Regions from separate parts of the Hordeum vulgare genome. Here region 2 is linked to region 1. Evidence: chromatin contacts called from public Hi-C data. All regions are on one chromosome and are shown on one strand. Each heading gives the region's core, a stretch centred on a gene start, on an enhancer-like site or on the middle of the called end of the contact. The rest is flanking DNA. Distances are from core to core; before and after follow the strand shown. Region 1 holds the start of LOC123410222 (beta-glucuronosyltransferase GlcAT14B-like). Region 2 holds the start of LOC123409988 (lysine-specific histone demethylase 1 homolog 2).

Region 1 (7,812 bases), core at 2,766-5,265:
GGTTCTGGGGGTCCATCTGGAGAAGTCCACCCACCCGAGGGGCCACATGGGGCTAAGAGGTGGCGCACCAGCCCGTAGTGGGCTGGGCAGCCAGCCCCTAAAGGCCCTTGCGCCAAAGAGGTGGGAGGAGGCCAAGTGGGGAGGGAATCCTACTAGGAGTAGGACTCCACCTCCCTTGGTGTAGGAGGATTCCTCCTTTTGGGTTCGGTCGACCAACCCTAGGGGAAACCCTAGGGCGCCACCCCTTCCCCCTGCCTCCTATATATACTAGAGGGGAGAGAGGGCAGCCAACACACAATCTAAGGCGCAGCCCCTCTCCCTCCGTTTAGTTCGTTCTTCCTCTAGATTAGGTTCGGTAGTGCATGGCGAAGCCGTGCTGGATCAGCTCCACCACCATCGCCGCCACACCATTAGGCTATTAGAGAATTCTTGCTGGATCAAGACAATGGAGATTGTCATCGAGCTGCACGTGTGCTGAACGCGGAGGTGCCGTCCGTTAGGCACTAGATCGTGATTGGATTGCGGGACCACCTATGATTTGGATCGCGAAGACGTTTGACTACATCAACCACATTTCTTAACGCTTCCCTCTTAGCAATCTACAAGGGTATGTGGATCCGATCTCTCCTCACGTAGATGGTCATCACCAGGGATAGATCTTATGTGTGCGTAGGAAACTTTTGTCTCCCATGCTACGTTCCCCAACAGAAAGACATTATAAAGATGAAGAATTTGAGGCAACCTAATTTCCATTTTTATTTTGCATTTTAAACCAAACTTGTGATAAACAAGATGCTAAAATATTCAATTGCAAGATCTAAATATATACCCTGCAAGCACTCACCTCCCCCGCAACGGCGCCAAAAATATCTTGATGTCTACTATGTAACTTTATTTTTGTAGACTATGTTGGGCCTCCAAGCACATAGTTTTGTTGTATAGTAGCAAAATTCCCTCAAGTGGATGACCTAAGGTTTATCAATCCACGAGAGGAGTAGGATGAAGGTGGTCTCTCTCAAACAACCCCGCAATCAAATTCAAGAAATCTCTTGTGTCCCCGACACACCCAATACAATGGACAATAGTATAGGTGCATTAGTTCGACGAAGAGATGGTGATACAAGTGTAGTATGGATAGTATAAATAGGTTTTTGTAATCTGAAATTATAAAAACAGCAAGGTAGCAAGTAGTTAAAGTGAGCACAAATGACATTGCAATGCTTAGAAACAAGGCCTAGGGTTCATACTTTCACTAGTGCAATCTCTCACTAGTGCTAACATAACCGAATCATATAACCACGCCTCAACATGCGACAAAGAATCACTCCAAAGTTCTTATTAATAGCAAAGAACATACGATGAAATTGTTGTAGGTAGCAAACCACCTCAAAGTTATCCTTTATGAGTAATCTATTAATCTATCCCTATAAGGGTCACAAACAATCCTAGAATTCATACTACAATAACACCGAACAATTTTAGATTCCTCATACTCGATCCAACACAAAGAACTTCAAAGAGTACCCCAAAGTTTTTATCGGGGAAAGTAGGATGAAAACCTATATCAACCTATGTGCCTACATTAACCCATTATCACCTCGGTAATCCGCAAGTTGATTACCAAAACATACATAAGTGACTCAACAGAATACCCCGTTGTCACCACAGGTATCCACGTGCAAGACATACATCAAGTGTTATGAAATCTAAAATATTCAATCTAACATAACAAAACCTCAAAGGGAAAGACTAAATTCATCACATCAAGATAGAGAGGGAAGAACACCATACGATCCAACTTATTAAAAAAGCTCGTGATACATCAAGATTGTGCCAAATCAAGAACACGAGAGAGAGAGAGAGAGAGAGAGAGAGAGAGAGAGATCAAACAAATAACTACTGGTACGTACCCTCAGCCCTGAGGGTGAACTACCCCCTACTAGTCATGGAGACCACCGAGATGATGAAGATGGCCTGTGATAATGACCCCTTTGGCAGGGCACTTCAAAAGGGCTCCAGATGGGATTGCTTCCGAATAGAGGCTTGCGGAGACAGAGCGGAAGTTCTCGGGTTGTTTATGGACTTTCTATATTTAGGAATTTTCATCATCGGTTTCACGCCAGGGGTGCATGAGGGACCGACGTGCTCAGGGTGCGCGCTCTTGGGGGGACCCAGGCTTGTGACTCCCCCGACAATCCTATGGTACATCTCCAAGTCTCCGTGGGTCTTTTCTGGTCCATGAAAAAATACCATAAAATTTCGTGGAAAATTTGGACTTTGTTTGGTATGAATATTTTGCAAAACAAAAAATAGCCAGAAAATAGAAACTGGCACTAGCACTAGGTCAATAGGTTAGTTTCCAACAATCATATAAAAGTGCACCAAAATCATGTAGAACTCAGATAAATATTGCATGAATACTTCATAAATTGTTGGTACATTGGAGACGTAGCAGTTCAGTAGTGCCATCTCTCTCGAAAGTAGAATAATGAAGGGTAAAAAAATTATTGTTGGGTAATTGAACAAACTATGCATTGTTGTAAACATCATTCATGGCTTAATAATTGCATAGGCATTACGTTGGTAATAAGTAGAGCATTAAGCTTACTTGCGTCTATTACTATTACTTCACTCTAAGACTACTATCTAGCATGCATATGAAAGTATTAAGTTCATAATAAATAGAGTAACACAATAATCAAGATGACATAATGTACACCAAGTAAGACCAGTCAATATGATCAAACCCCATTTTTATCCTTAAGTAGCAACCACACAAATACGCACCCTTTTCCTTCCTGTCACTCGACAGGGTCACCGCAAGGTTGATCCTACTACAAAGCACCTCTACCGTAGAAGATAAATCAATCAAACTTGATCAAATTAGACACGTAGATCGGAAAGAAATAGAAATCTATAAAATTAGGCAAATATGAAGGCTAAAGAACTCAAAATATCTCTATGAATAATCTGATTATAAATCCACAATTTATTGGATCCCAACCAACACATCGCAAAATATTACATCCGACTGATCTTAGAGAAGATCATTATATTGAAAATCAAAATAGAGAGAGCAAGCAATCTAGCTATTGTATGGACCCGTAGGTCCTTTAGGAATTACTCAAACATCATCATGGAAGCAACAAGGTTGATGAAGATGGCCTCACCAATGATTTTCCCTCTCCACATAGTATCGATAAAGGACTCCAGAAGGGGTTGCGGTGGAACAGAGGCTTTCGGCGACAATAAATTGTTTCGGGTCTTGCTTCGAGGGTTCCTGAATATTTTAGGAATTTATAGGCCAAAAATAAAGTCAAACGGATCACGAGGGGACCACAAGCCTCCCTGACACACCTACCCCCTAGGGTGCACCCCACTTGTTTGTGGCCCCTCGCGGGTCTTCTTGCCTCCTCCCAAAGCTTCTAGGATCTACTGTAAATCATCAAAAGTCATATCATGTTTGGTTTCGGTAAGTATGGTTTTGCGAAACAAAAATATGCAGAAAACAAGAACTGACACTTGACACTAAATTAACCGCTCAGTCCATAAAATAATATAAAATAACATCTATAATATAAAAATGTAATAATATAATATCCCCCTCCATATCACACTATATGACGTGTTTAGGCTAAATTACCCTACAAAATCATATATTTCGATATAGAGACATATATCCTACAATCAATTAAGATGATTGTCCAATAATATGCTATGTGTATAATCATCTAGTTCTATTTGTGCTGGTTATGGCCGTATTTATTTAAAAAAAAATTCCAGTTCTTGAACTACATACTTGATGGGTATTTTTGTTAATAAAATACCTGCGTACATCATTTTGATGTAAAAGCCGGTGTAATTATTCTAAAAAAATGAATTTATCTTTTTCGTAAATTTCTACGTAAAAATTCATGTGTGCCGTGTCTCACAGTCCTGAGGCTTTTCTTATGGTGAAAATGAAAACCTCGTGTTGCCCTACTAAAAAGATGAAAAAAAGGAAAATCTCGTCTTGCGCTCCTCCTCCTCGATAGAAAAAAAAAGAAAGAGAGGAAAATGTGGTGTTGCCAGTGCTGTACGCTGCCGAGCTCAACCACTCCAGCCTGCTGCTCCGACCAAAGCGTGGAGACGGACGGAGCTACCAATTTGGATCCCTCAGGCCGGTTTCTCGCAGGAGGCAGCGTACGGCGGTGACGCGGCACCCGGCGGGGTCACGGGAGCGCAGGTATGCCGATTTAGGAATTGGGGATTTGTTGAAGTGTGAAGGATGGCTAGAAATTGGAGTCTACTCACTGTTCTTGACGTGATTTGCGAATGTAGGTGCGCAAGCTAGAGCGATTCCGGAAGCACAGCCTTGAATTTGGAGTCGTGCGCGCCCCCCCTTCATCGGTGCGGTGTCCTAGTTGAATGCGTACGAGCAAATGAGGAAGAGCTGTGGCCTCAACTCCGGTCCCGGGAGGCCCTTCAACGACCGCCGGTGGCTGCTCCCCTTCATCGCGAGCCTCCTCGTGTCGGTCACCCTCTTCCTGGCCGCCGCCTGCGGCCTCTTCTCACCGCCCTACTTGGCCGGCGACGACGCCTTCCTATTTGACGTCGTCTCGTTCACCGACTGGGACGACGGAGGCTCACCGTCGCAGCGGGACAGCAGCCAGTCAGTGGAACCCGAGGCAAAGGACCGGCTGCTGGACGACAACGACAACCCCGACAACGCCGCCGTGAACTCTGACGACTCCGACGCCGAGCCGCCCAGGCTGGCGTACCTCCTCGAGGGCACCAAGGGCGACGGCCTGCGGATGCGGAGGGTGCTGCAGGCGATATACCACCCGCGCAACCAGTACATCCTGCACTTGGATCTGGAGGCGCCGCCACGGGAGAGGATTGACCTGGCCATGTACGTCAAGGGGGACCCGATGTTCAGCCAGGTCGGGAATGTGCGGGTGATCGCCAAGGGCAACCTGGTCACGTACAAGGGGCCGACGATGGTCGCCTGCACGCTCCACGCCGTGGCGATCCTCCTCAAGGAAGGCTTGGAGTGGGACTGGTTCATCAACCTCAGCGCCTCAGATTATCCCCTCATGACGCAAGATGGTTAGTGCTCTTGTTCAACATTTCCAGTTTTATTATCCTGCAATTGAGCAACTAAATGGAAGGTGGAGCTGCATTCTCATGATTGGCAAACACAAACCAGCCAATGTGATAACATGGCAATTTCCTTGATTTACCTGCCGAGACTTTACTCCTGTTGTCTGAGATGTTGCACTGCGGAATGGGTTGGGTAACAATATCATGTCATAAGATTGAAATCATTCATGCCATGTGGGCATCGGGGGCATATATGTCGCAATTCCGCTGCAGCCTGGACTAGCATAACTAGATATCTTCTGCATTATCATCACTTGTGCAGAGGATAGACTCCTCATTGAGTAAAGATTGTAAGTGTCGCGAAGCATCACTTTCGTAGATACCTAGAGGATAGAGGCCATGGATAAGTTATAGGGGGTGAAGTGCCAGTGTGCAGTGCTCGTTTAAAATTTTACTAAATCAACAGCAACTACTGATGGCAGTGTACTTGTAGTGTGAGCTGACAGTATCTCTGTGCTGATATACTTAATTTATTGCATACTCCATGAGTAGTTAACTGCTATTATTTCTGTACAGATATACTTCATGTTTTCTCGTCTTTGCCAAGAAATCTTAATTTTATAGAGCACATGCAAATATCTGGATGGAAAAGGTACATTTTCTTAATGGTGTAAACACTTGTATTTTGATTCACGTTAATTTTCTCTAGCTCTGTTTATCCTTCGCAAACTACTTTGGCTTTTCTGATGTTTGTGTGCTTTCATCACAGGATCCAAAGAGCAAAACCCATAGTTCTGGACCCAGGGCTTTATCTGTCAAAAAAGTTTGACCTTTCTACGACTACTGAGCGGCGAGAACTGCCAACATCTTTCAAATTATATACTGGTAGGACCTGCGTTCTGATTTCATTATTGACAATTCTACATTTCTACCCATAAACCAGTACATTTGTGTGGCAGCCGGCATACATGCGGCCTTTGAGAACCACTTGCTTAAATTTATTCAATTATGCTCTTAATTTTTACACTTGCTATAGGCTCTTAGTTCAAGTTGTACCTTTTGCATAAAGAAGAACAGCGGCTATTTCTGTTTGTTGTATTGGCATATCAGTCTGGAGGTATTGTGGTCAAAAGTATTTGAAACAAGCGGAAATGCAATTCGGCTCCCGGTAGCACGTGCTCCTGCCCATGAAAAATGAATTCTAATAAGTCAGAAAAATTCCAACAAAAATATTACGTGTTCTTTGTCACATCCAAATGCTACCTGACAAGTTTTAGGTAAAAAGGTTAAGCATTTTGGCCTGTGCAAAAAAAACAAAACAAATTAAATATCAATTGTTACCCCAAAATGTCACACCCAAATTTGTTTTTTTCACCGACGAAACACCAGTGCTCCGTTTCACATGAAAATTGTCAAGCATGTTTGAGACAGTAACACAAACATTTACAATAAATTTCAGTTTTTTTTTAAAACATTTACTATTATTTTTCGGGGTACTGCTCATCCGGGTGTAAATGCACCCGGGAGCCAAAACACCTCTCCCGGGATACATACTGAATTAATAGTACTATGGAAAAACAAAAGTTTTTGTGTATAATGTAAGGATGTGAATATGTGCAACTTTATAACTGGTGGTCATGCTGTCTGTTGAGTGTTAAATCATGTTTTCTTGTTGATAAGACACTTCCTAGTGCATCTTAACATGACAGCCCTCTCTGTTGTGATCGTCAGGTTCTGCTTGGATAATGCTCACGAAATCCTTCCTGGAGTACTGCATATGGGGTTGGGATAATCTCCCACGTACCCTCCTGATGTACTATGTCAACTTCATCTCCTCACCAGAAGGTTATTTCCATACTGTGATCTGCAACTCTGATGAGTTTCAGGGCACTGCAGTTGGTCATGACCTGCACTACATTGCCTGGGACTACCCTGCAAAACAGCATCCACTGACCCTCTCCATGAAGGACTTAAACAACATGGTCAAGAGTGGCGCGCCCTTTGCGCGGAAGTTTCCAAAGGAAGACAAGGTCTTGGACAGGATCGACCGTGAGCTTCTGCACCGCTCTGAAGGCCAGTTCACTCCTGGGGCATGGTGTAATGGGAGCTCTGAGGGAGGGGCTGACCCTTGCTTGTCTAGGAAGGAAGACTCTGTTTTAGAGCCTGGTCCAGGCGCTGACAGGCTGCGTGGCTTGATGAAGAAGGTGCTGTCATGGGATTACCGCAACGGCAGCTGCTCGACTCTCTCATACGATCAAACAAAGAGAGACTGGTATGTTCCCAGAAGTAAAGGATAATTTTGATTGCCTGCTTGTAAATGAAAGAGGTTGACCCCTTCCACTTAAATGAACAATGCTGATGAGTGCAACATTCTGACCAAGGAAAATGTTGAAATGGTGATGTTCATACTACGATACGCACTACCATCTCATGGAAAGTAACAACTGTGGAATACTTCATTTTCAGTTCTACAATCTTTACTGTAGTCCAAACAAGAAATGAATCCTTGTATCATCTGTTCTTTCTCTGGTCAAGAATTTTCTTATGTGTTCTTGTTGCAACTTGTTCACAAGAAACAAGAAAGAACATATCCAATTTGTACTATATATACTTGGAATATGGTAGAAAGGAAAAAAGAAAATATCCCCAACAAAATCAATTATATTCACATATTTATCTTTTTTGTAGGCCACAAATAAACTTGTATCTTCATAAAAATTTACATAGATT
Region 2 (7,812 bases), core at 3,669-6,168, 200 kb before region 1:
ATTGTTCGAGCCGACACCCATAGTTGACATATATGTCTCATTATCGAAACTGCAAAGCATGTAGAATAAAACTAAGCTCCCATTTTTATGTAAAAAACTACAACAAAAAAGGGAGAAATCATACATTGTGGACACTTCATCAAGCACCTTGTCCGCGGTGGACGCCGACGCAACAAATTGCGAGCTCTCCGGCGCTTCTTCAGTCGGCGGAGCCACGGCCAGACGCCATGCAAGTTTCTTCTTCGGTCACTTATTATTACTAGCGTCGGCGTCGTCTGTTGCCCTCTTCTTTTAGGACGTCATCTTCACCGTTGTGGTCGTCGCATTCGATCTCTTGACGGGGGACCGTGGCTTGACGACGAGCGGCGGCGCGACGGCATCCAGCGGGGTCGATCGTGGCGCCATGAACAAGCTCAGCGGGGTCGATCGCGGCTTGGAGGATCGGCGTTGACGACGGTGATGCTCAGCCCCATGCTAGGATTTGCGGCGACGGGGAAGGGTCGCAGGTGTAGGGAGGGGTGAGGGGATGTCGCCGGCGCACTCCATCGGTCGATTTCTCCGACGACGGTGCACAGGCGGGGCGGGAGAAATTGTTATGTTGCGCGTGCGAGAACCGACATCCAAAATAACTAACGCACAATGACATTTTGCTCCACGCGAGAACGGACTTCCAAAATAACTAGCGCACGATGACATTTTGCTCCACGCGGCTTGGAGGATCGGCGTTGACGACGGTGATGCTCAGCCCCATGCTAGGATTTGCGGCGACGGGGAAGGGTCGCAGGTGTAGGGAGGGGTGAGGGGATGTCGCCGGCGCACTCCATCGGTCGATTTCTCCGACGACGGTGCACAGGCGGGGCGGGAGAAATTGTTATGTTGCGCGTGCGAGAACCGACATCCAAAATAACTAACGCACGATGACATTTTGCTCCACGCGAGAACGGACTTCCAAAATAACTAGCGCACGATGACATTTTGCTCCACGCACGCAACAGATTTTCCAGCGGGCGACTTAAAACGCTATCTTTTCGGTGCGCCGCTTAGATAGCGCAGCTTGGAGTTGCTCTAAGAAACTAAATTATCTGTTATGCTACTCGTGCTCATAATGCTAAGAAAAATTATGCCACCACAAAAAAAGAGTTAATTGTTGTTTTTCTTGTGATAAGTTTATTTAAAGCCTATATTTTTAATTCTAATGATTGTTTGCACGAATGATGGCTGCTCATGGTCAGCGTGACAATGGACGTCTGGAATTATTAGCCACATTGACAAGAAAGAAAACATTACTATCTGCAGTGCATACCCCTCAAAGAAAAAAAATCTACAGTGCACTGGATCCACTGATCATGCCATTTGCATCCCAGGTCTAATCTACTGAACCCAAACCCAGATGTTGCAATTTACAACTAGGAGCGCAGCACGGTGGGATCTTGGATGGCCCCAATGTCTGAATTTGTACAACACTAAATTACAAAACAATCCTACCTAAGAATTGTTTTCTTCTACAATCGATGTCAGAATTTGAAGTCCTTGGGGCGCTGCTGCCTCTTCCTGGCTTTCTGAGCGCTCTGGATGCTTAAAATCAGAGAGTTGCCTGTATCGCACGTATTGTCGTAGCCCATCAGCTTTACACTAAGATCCTTACATAGCAACTCTAACCTACCTCGATCATCGTCGCCTGCCAGTTGCAGCTGACTGGCCTGCTCTCGAGAGACGGCGGCATATAAGTGGAAGGCTTTCTGGTGAGCCTCCTTCTCGGCTGCAGACTCCTGATTCTTTTGGTCCCCTTCCAAACGGGGATTCTCAAGTGTAATCCTGAGCAAGCCCATAGACTGTGGATCATCGGGTGTCATAGAGGAGAACACGAATGAGAATCTACTGAATTGAAGATCTGGCTCCGTGAAAAGATCTTCAAGGATGCCATCAGGAGGTCTAAGGCTTTTCTGCAGAGCATACTTCTTATGATCAGAATCCACTCTGCTTTCTGAAGCCCGGAGAATTCTGGAAGCTTCTCTTAGTCCACTCAATAAGGCGCCATGCATCGTTGCAGGGTATGCACGGTTCGTTGCTTCTCCGGCAAAGAAGAGCCGGTCTTCACTGACACTCTCAGCAAGAATGTCATAGTCCGTTCCAGAGGACCCAACTCTGATGTGAGAGTATGAACCGCAACAAAGAGGATCACTACCCCATCTTGTACAAGCTGATTGAATGGGGTCAGGCACAGTAATGCCTTTTGGGCCATAGATACCTGCAAAAAAATCATGAATATCATTCCAGTGCTTATTATAAAAAGTAAAACAAAGCAAATATTTCAAGAAAGAATTTGCATGTATCCCCCTAATAAGCTCCTATTGCATAACCCCTGTTATTGTTATCATATCATTAAGCATCCATTTGATAAGCTAATCCAGAAATGACCAATGCAAGCATCTGTGCTTATAGGTAGCTAGATACTCCCCCACAACTCACAAACAACCATATAAGCATAAATGCTTAAGGACCAATTCTTAACTTTTCACATATTGTCTGCCCACGTGTCGTGCCAAAACAAATGTTAAGCACCTATACCTAGGAGCATTGAAGATGCTGTAATTGGAAACTCCCCTAACAGGAAGCAGGTAATGGCTCCTAACAAATGACATCCATACTCTAGACAATTGATTGCACCTCCTAATAAGTCCAAAAAAATTGTTTTATTACTATATAAATCACAATTCAAATCAAGACAAAAACGACATTTCAATGGAACGGTGTGGTGACAATGATTACAACATAATCACACGCACTACTTGTTCTACTCCCTCCGTTCCTAAATATAAGGCTCTTTAGAGATTTTAATGCGGACTACATACGGAGCAAAATGAGTGAATCTACAATCTAAGATACGTCTATATACATCCGTATGTAGCCTGTATTGAAATCTCTAAAAGGACTTATATTTACAAACGGAGGGAGTACTGTTTAATCCTGGTCTTAAATCACCACCTATCCCACCAAGGAATAGAGTGTGAAGCAGGTATACAGCATTCATGTGTTTCAAAACTAATTTTTCATACGGATTAACAAAATATACACATCATTTTGAAGCTTCCACTCAAAATTATCTTGCCTCTCTCTTGCTCATCGCACTTTGTTTAGTGTTTACTCAAACACAAGTGCAATGAGCAACACGCATTCATGTATTTTTTGAAATGGCTTTCCGCATATTGTTACAAATAGATGATCTAACTCCCAACGTTCATCGAAGATTTTTACTAAACTTATGATAACACCATGACCATGGTTGTTAATTTTAGTGGTGATTACCTCGAAGAATGCCAAGTACCCGATGAAGTGTGACAACAGGATCAACCTTTTCAAACTCCAAAGCAGCCTCTCCCGCCACAAGTGCAACAAGTACTGCGCCACCAGAGACAGTATGGTAGCTGTAGAAGAGAAAGAATTCCCCACGCTTGCTGGTCTCCTTATTCAAACACCCAAATGTGTCGATTTCCTCATCCCAAAATACAGATGGGAACACCATAGCCACTTTGTTCAACAAACCGAACCCCAACCTCTGGATCGCTCCAAGCTTGTTTTCAGGTAACTGTGGGTCAAACACAATGCTCCCACTCTTGAGCACACCAAGCGGAACAGTGCAGAGCGCCATGTCCGCCTGAAAAACCTGCCCTCCTTCCACCGTGATGCTCACGCCATCTACTCCATGTTCAATACGCTTCACCGTCTTCTCATACAACACTGGTACACCATCACATAACGCGTGTACGAGCCTCGAATTCCCTCCAGCCAAGAAGCAATGATCTCCACCCATCTCAAACTGGTCGTCCTGGTCCCAGTACGCCAGAGAGAGCTCCGATAAGCAACCAGCATTGGAGAACTCAAGGTTTGCCAGATGCCAGTCCAGAACCTCCCTCTCTTCCTCGCTTTTGGCCGCATTGTACAACCTTCTCAGCCTTTCGATCGCTTCCCCTAGCGAGATCCCCTCTGCGGCTTCCTTGAGAGACTCCCGCAGCCTAGTGGCGTGGTCAAGAAGCGTATTGAACACCAAATCGATACTTCTATCTAGTCTGGTGCCCACGGTCCGGCCGTCAGTGTGGTACAGTGGGCAGCGGTCACGCACCTTGTGGAGAGGAATCCCGAGCTGGCGGGCGAGCACGCCTAGCGGGTTGGCGTGGATGCCAGTGATGACGCTCCCGCCAAGCTCAACGGCGGCCTGCCCCCCGCCTAGGCGGGAGGTGTAAACGCGGCCGCCAGGGCGGGCGCGGCCCTCCAGGACGAGCACGCGGAGGCCGAATCGAAGAAGCTGCCGCGCGGCAGCGAGCCCGGCGAGGCCAGCACCGATGACGAGGACCGAAGCGGCTGGGACATGGAGCGCGTCGGCGGGAGGGGATGCGGGGAAGGTAGCCGAGACACCGAAGTTGATGTGGCCCTCTCGGGTGAGGAAGCCGTGCGCGGCGGCGACTAGGTGGTCGTAGCTCGAGGCCACGGTCTCGAGCACACGCGCGCGGGGGAGCGGCACCCGCGGGTCGGCGCGCCAGGAGGCGAGGATGTGGTTGCGGACGACGATGTAGTCGTTGGGGGCGGCGGCGTCGGGGTCCGCGAGGATGGCCTCCTCGGCGGGGAGTAGGGCGTCGATGGGGAAGCCCAGGGAGAGCGCAATGAGCGCCTCTGTCTCCGTCTCGCGCTGGCGCTCCTCCGGGGAGAGGCGGCGCAGGCGCCGGATGCGCCGCGACGGGGAGTTCCCAAGGTAAGCCTGCAGCTCGGTGTCGACCAGCGACTCGTCGTACGAACCCGGACGCGCCGACGCCGCACGGCGCGGGCGGCCCGGCGGCGGCGGCGGCGGCGGCGACGGCGACATCGCCGGGAAGGGTCGTGTGGGGGGTTGGGGTTTGGGATTGCTCGGCTCCGCCAGTTTGGGCTTTCGGGGGAGAAGGTGGGTGGGAATTGGGGGAAAATGACTTTATTGCGTTTCACTGACAGGCAGGCCCAGCCGTCGCAATAACCCAAGAGGGCCAAGGTGCGCGTGCGGGCTTAAGCCGAAAGAGGAGGATGACGTGGGCCGGCGGCCTGCTGTCAGTTTAAGGGTGGTTCATATTCTGTGAGGTGAGTAAAAGGAGGTTGACTTTCCTGTAAAGTTGCCTTCATGTCATGTGTCCCCACCGTTCGGTTATACGAGAATGGAGTCCTGACGTGGGAAGAGAAAAAGACGGAACACGGAAGCGGCAGCGTGTCATCGGTGTACGTTAAGGGCCTGTTTGAGACTACTCCACTTCAAAAAATTCAGCTTCACTCCATCAACTTTATTTTAGAGCAGTTTCATCAAGGAGTTGTAGCTCTACCTTGAAGCAGTTTTATACTGTTTGGCTTGCAGCTAGCTCCAACTTTAAAAACAGTAGTATTTGATGGAAATAGTTTATTCTGCCCTTATTTTTTATGCGTAATGTTTTGACGGCCCAATATTTATGCGCCTTGAGATATTTTTTAAAGTCTTGTAGATCTATCATAAAATTTAAGTGAACTATAAATGGCAACTATAAAAAGATGGCATAAGATTTAAGTGAACTATTGTAAAATGATGTGAACTATTGCGATACATAATTAAAAAGATCAACATGAATGTCCAACGATACAATTGTTCTACTCCCTCGAAGAAAAAAAAATGCAAATAAAACCCGAACCATCTTGAACAGTAGAAATCTAGTTCCAACCATCGGCAATAGCGGTGGCTAACTCATTACGGAATGTATCCATAGTCGGAGCATCCGGTTCCGTTGTAGATCTATCAGAGGCAGCAACAAATTTGTTATACCTGTTCGGTATTGTAGGCACATAATGAGGATCACGGTCGAACCGAGAAAAGTCCAAGTCTTCGCTGTTATGCTCACGAATAAAGTTGTGAAGGACCATAGTAGCAACAACGATCATTTTTTGCTTGAACATCGGGTACGGTCGCATCATATACAAAATCTGCCACTTCATTTTTAGCACTCCAAATGATCGCTCAATGACATTGCGGATAGATGAATGGACTCGGTTGAATTTTTCCGTTGGAGTTTTTGGCTCCATACCTCTACGCCATTCTGGCATATGATACTTCTCACCCTTATAAGGAGCTAGGTATCCCGGACGATTGGGATATCCCGCATCAACAACATAATATTTGCCTATAAAAGAAGGAAATGATATCATCTATTTCTTGTACAAACATTTGATATTTAAACAATTAGTGAATTGTATGATCATATGCTAAAATGTTACCTTTTGGAGGGTGTGGGAAGAACCTTTCATCAACACTTATTGCATTGTATAACACACTAGTGTCATCCATAGCTCCTGGTTGCCCCCACACACATAAGTGAATAGCATGTCAAAGTCACAAATTGGAAGAACATTTTGAGTCGGTATCCCTGATTTCCCAATTGCAGCTCAGCTCGGGCTCGCCCCTTCCTTTCTGGTCGTTCCCCTCTGCTCTCTTCTCCCCTCCCCCTCCACCTGGATCCGGTAACTGCGGTTGTGACGGTCAGCGCGGCAGTGAGGCAAAGGAGCGGCGTTGCCGGCGGGTACGAAGGGAGTGAGGACCCGCGCATCATCGTCGCACTCCATGGCCACCGACGACCGAGAGCTCAGGTTCGTGTTATAGATGTGTTGCTTCTTCGCGGAAATGGGTTCATTCAAGATGAGAGAGGGTGGAGGACCTATGGTGTGTGTGGATCTGGCTCATCGGAGTTGCCTTGTAGGAGGGGTGGTAGTGATGATTGGGGTTGGGGTTGAGCTCGTCAAGGATCTCGCGCCCGCAGTGGCTTCATGACAAAAATTCGGCGTCCACCGGGTGTTGCAGCATCTACTAGAACTCCATGTTTAGAGGGTGGGGGGACTGGTCTGGTGGTGGTCGTTAGAGTTTTCACATAGAAAGTTGTAGCTAAAGTTTTAGGAACCCTAAGGAACTTGTAGTCATTATGATCATGTTGTTGGTGTTCTTGAGGAGTGAAATGGAACCAATAGTGGCAATGCAGCATAACTCATACATTTTAGTCAAAATTTTGGTTAGCCTGAATTTTGTGTTTTTTTGTTAGCTTGAATTTTTAGCGTGTACTTGTAGACTTCTTGTTTTGCTATCTTCACGTACATTTATCACATTTCCCATTAAATACACATTAATTTTTTTGTTGCAATAGTCATGTTAAATTTGGTTTGTTATTGAGTCTGAGTTAAATAGTCATGTTGCAATAGTCATGCTTATTCAGATTAAGTGAAATTAGTGGAGTAACTCTTATAAGGATGTAGTGTAGGTGTTAGAACTATGTTTTTTGTGCTGCAATAGGATTTTTTTTCAATTTTAGTGTTTTTATAACTTTGTTTCTGTTCTTTCTTCTGTATTGCAGAATGGACGACGACGAATGTCCTGCTGCTGATGGGTCATTCTCAACACGTTTATCACCATCCGCTTGCGCCAGATTGCGGATCTTCAGTCAAAAAAAGGAAGCTATATGCAAAGGCAGCTTTGGATCCATCTTGAATATCAACTCTTTTTATGTACCCGTCAATCTGCTGGATTGGGTAGTCATGAAAATTGATCCAGAGAAGGCGTTGCTTAGGTATGCAACTCAAACAGATCCCTCTTGAATATCATATTTTCCTACCTTTTGTTGCAATAGGTTTTGTTTCTTATAGGCTTAGTTGTTTTATCTACTTGCTGCAGTCACAAAAGGAACTCCATATTGTTTACAAAGGACATGGTGTGAAAAAAAATCAATGTACCTTCTGGGTCAAGGTCATTGGAGTTGTTGAAGAGGAATGAGCCACACATGTTGC

What was found. Hi-C and Micro-C count contacts between places; a contact is called where the count stands out from the background.
Region 2: a Hi-C map of leaf shows a contact between it and region 1, with 2.6 times the contacts expected there. The contact joins the promoter of LOC123409988 here to the promoter of LOC123410222 in region 1. A contact is called at or near these places in 3 of 6 Hi-C or Micro-C datasets (leaf and seedling) and 1 of 1 datasets of contacts at active chromatin or transcription factors (embryo).

Annotation. Positions count from the first base shown.
Region 1 is chr7H:399,216,318-399,224,129 of MorexV3_pseudomolecules_assembly, reverse strand. It overlaps LOC123410222 (beta-glucuronosyltransferase GlcAT14B-like), which reads left to right and starts at 4,015. Exons shown (of 5, transcript XM_045103129.1): 1 at 4,015-4,225; 2 at 4,321-5,088; 3 at 5,659-5,734; 4 at 5,852-5,967; 5 at 6,814-7,493. The coding sequence starts at 4,422. The coding sequence ends at 7,379.
Region 2 is chr7H:399,416,944-399,424,755 of MorexV3_pseudomolecules_assembly, reverse strand. LOC123409988 (lysine-specific histone demethylase 1 homolog 2) reads right to left here and starts at 4,918. Exons shown (of 2, transcript XM_045102859.1): 1 at 3,307-4,918; 2 at 1,229-2,248. The coding sequence starts at 4,858. The coding sequence ends at 1,515.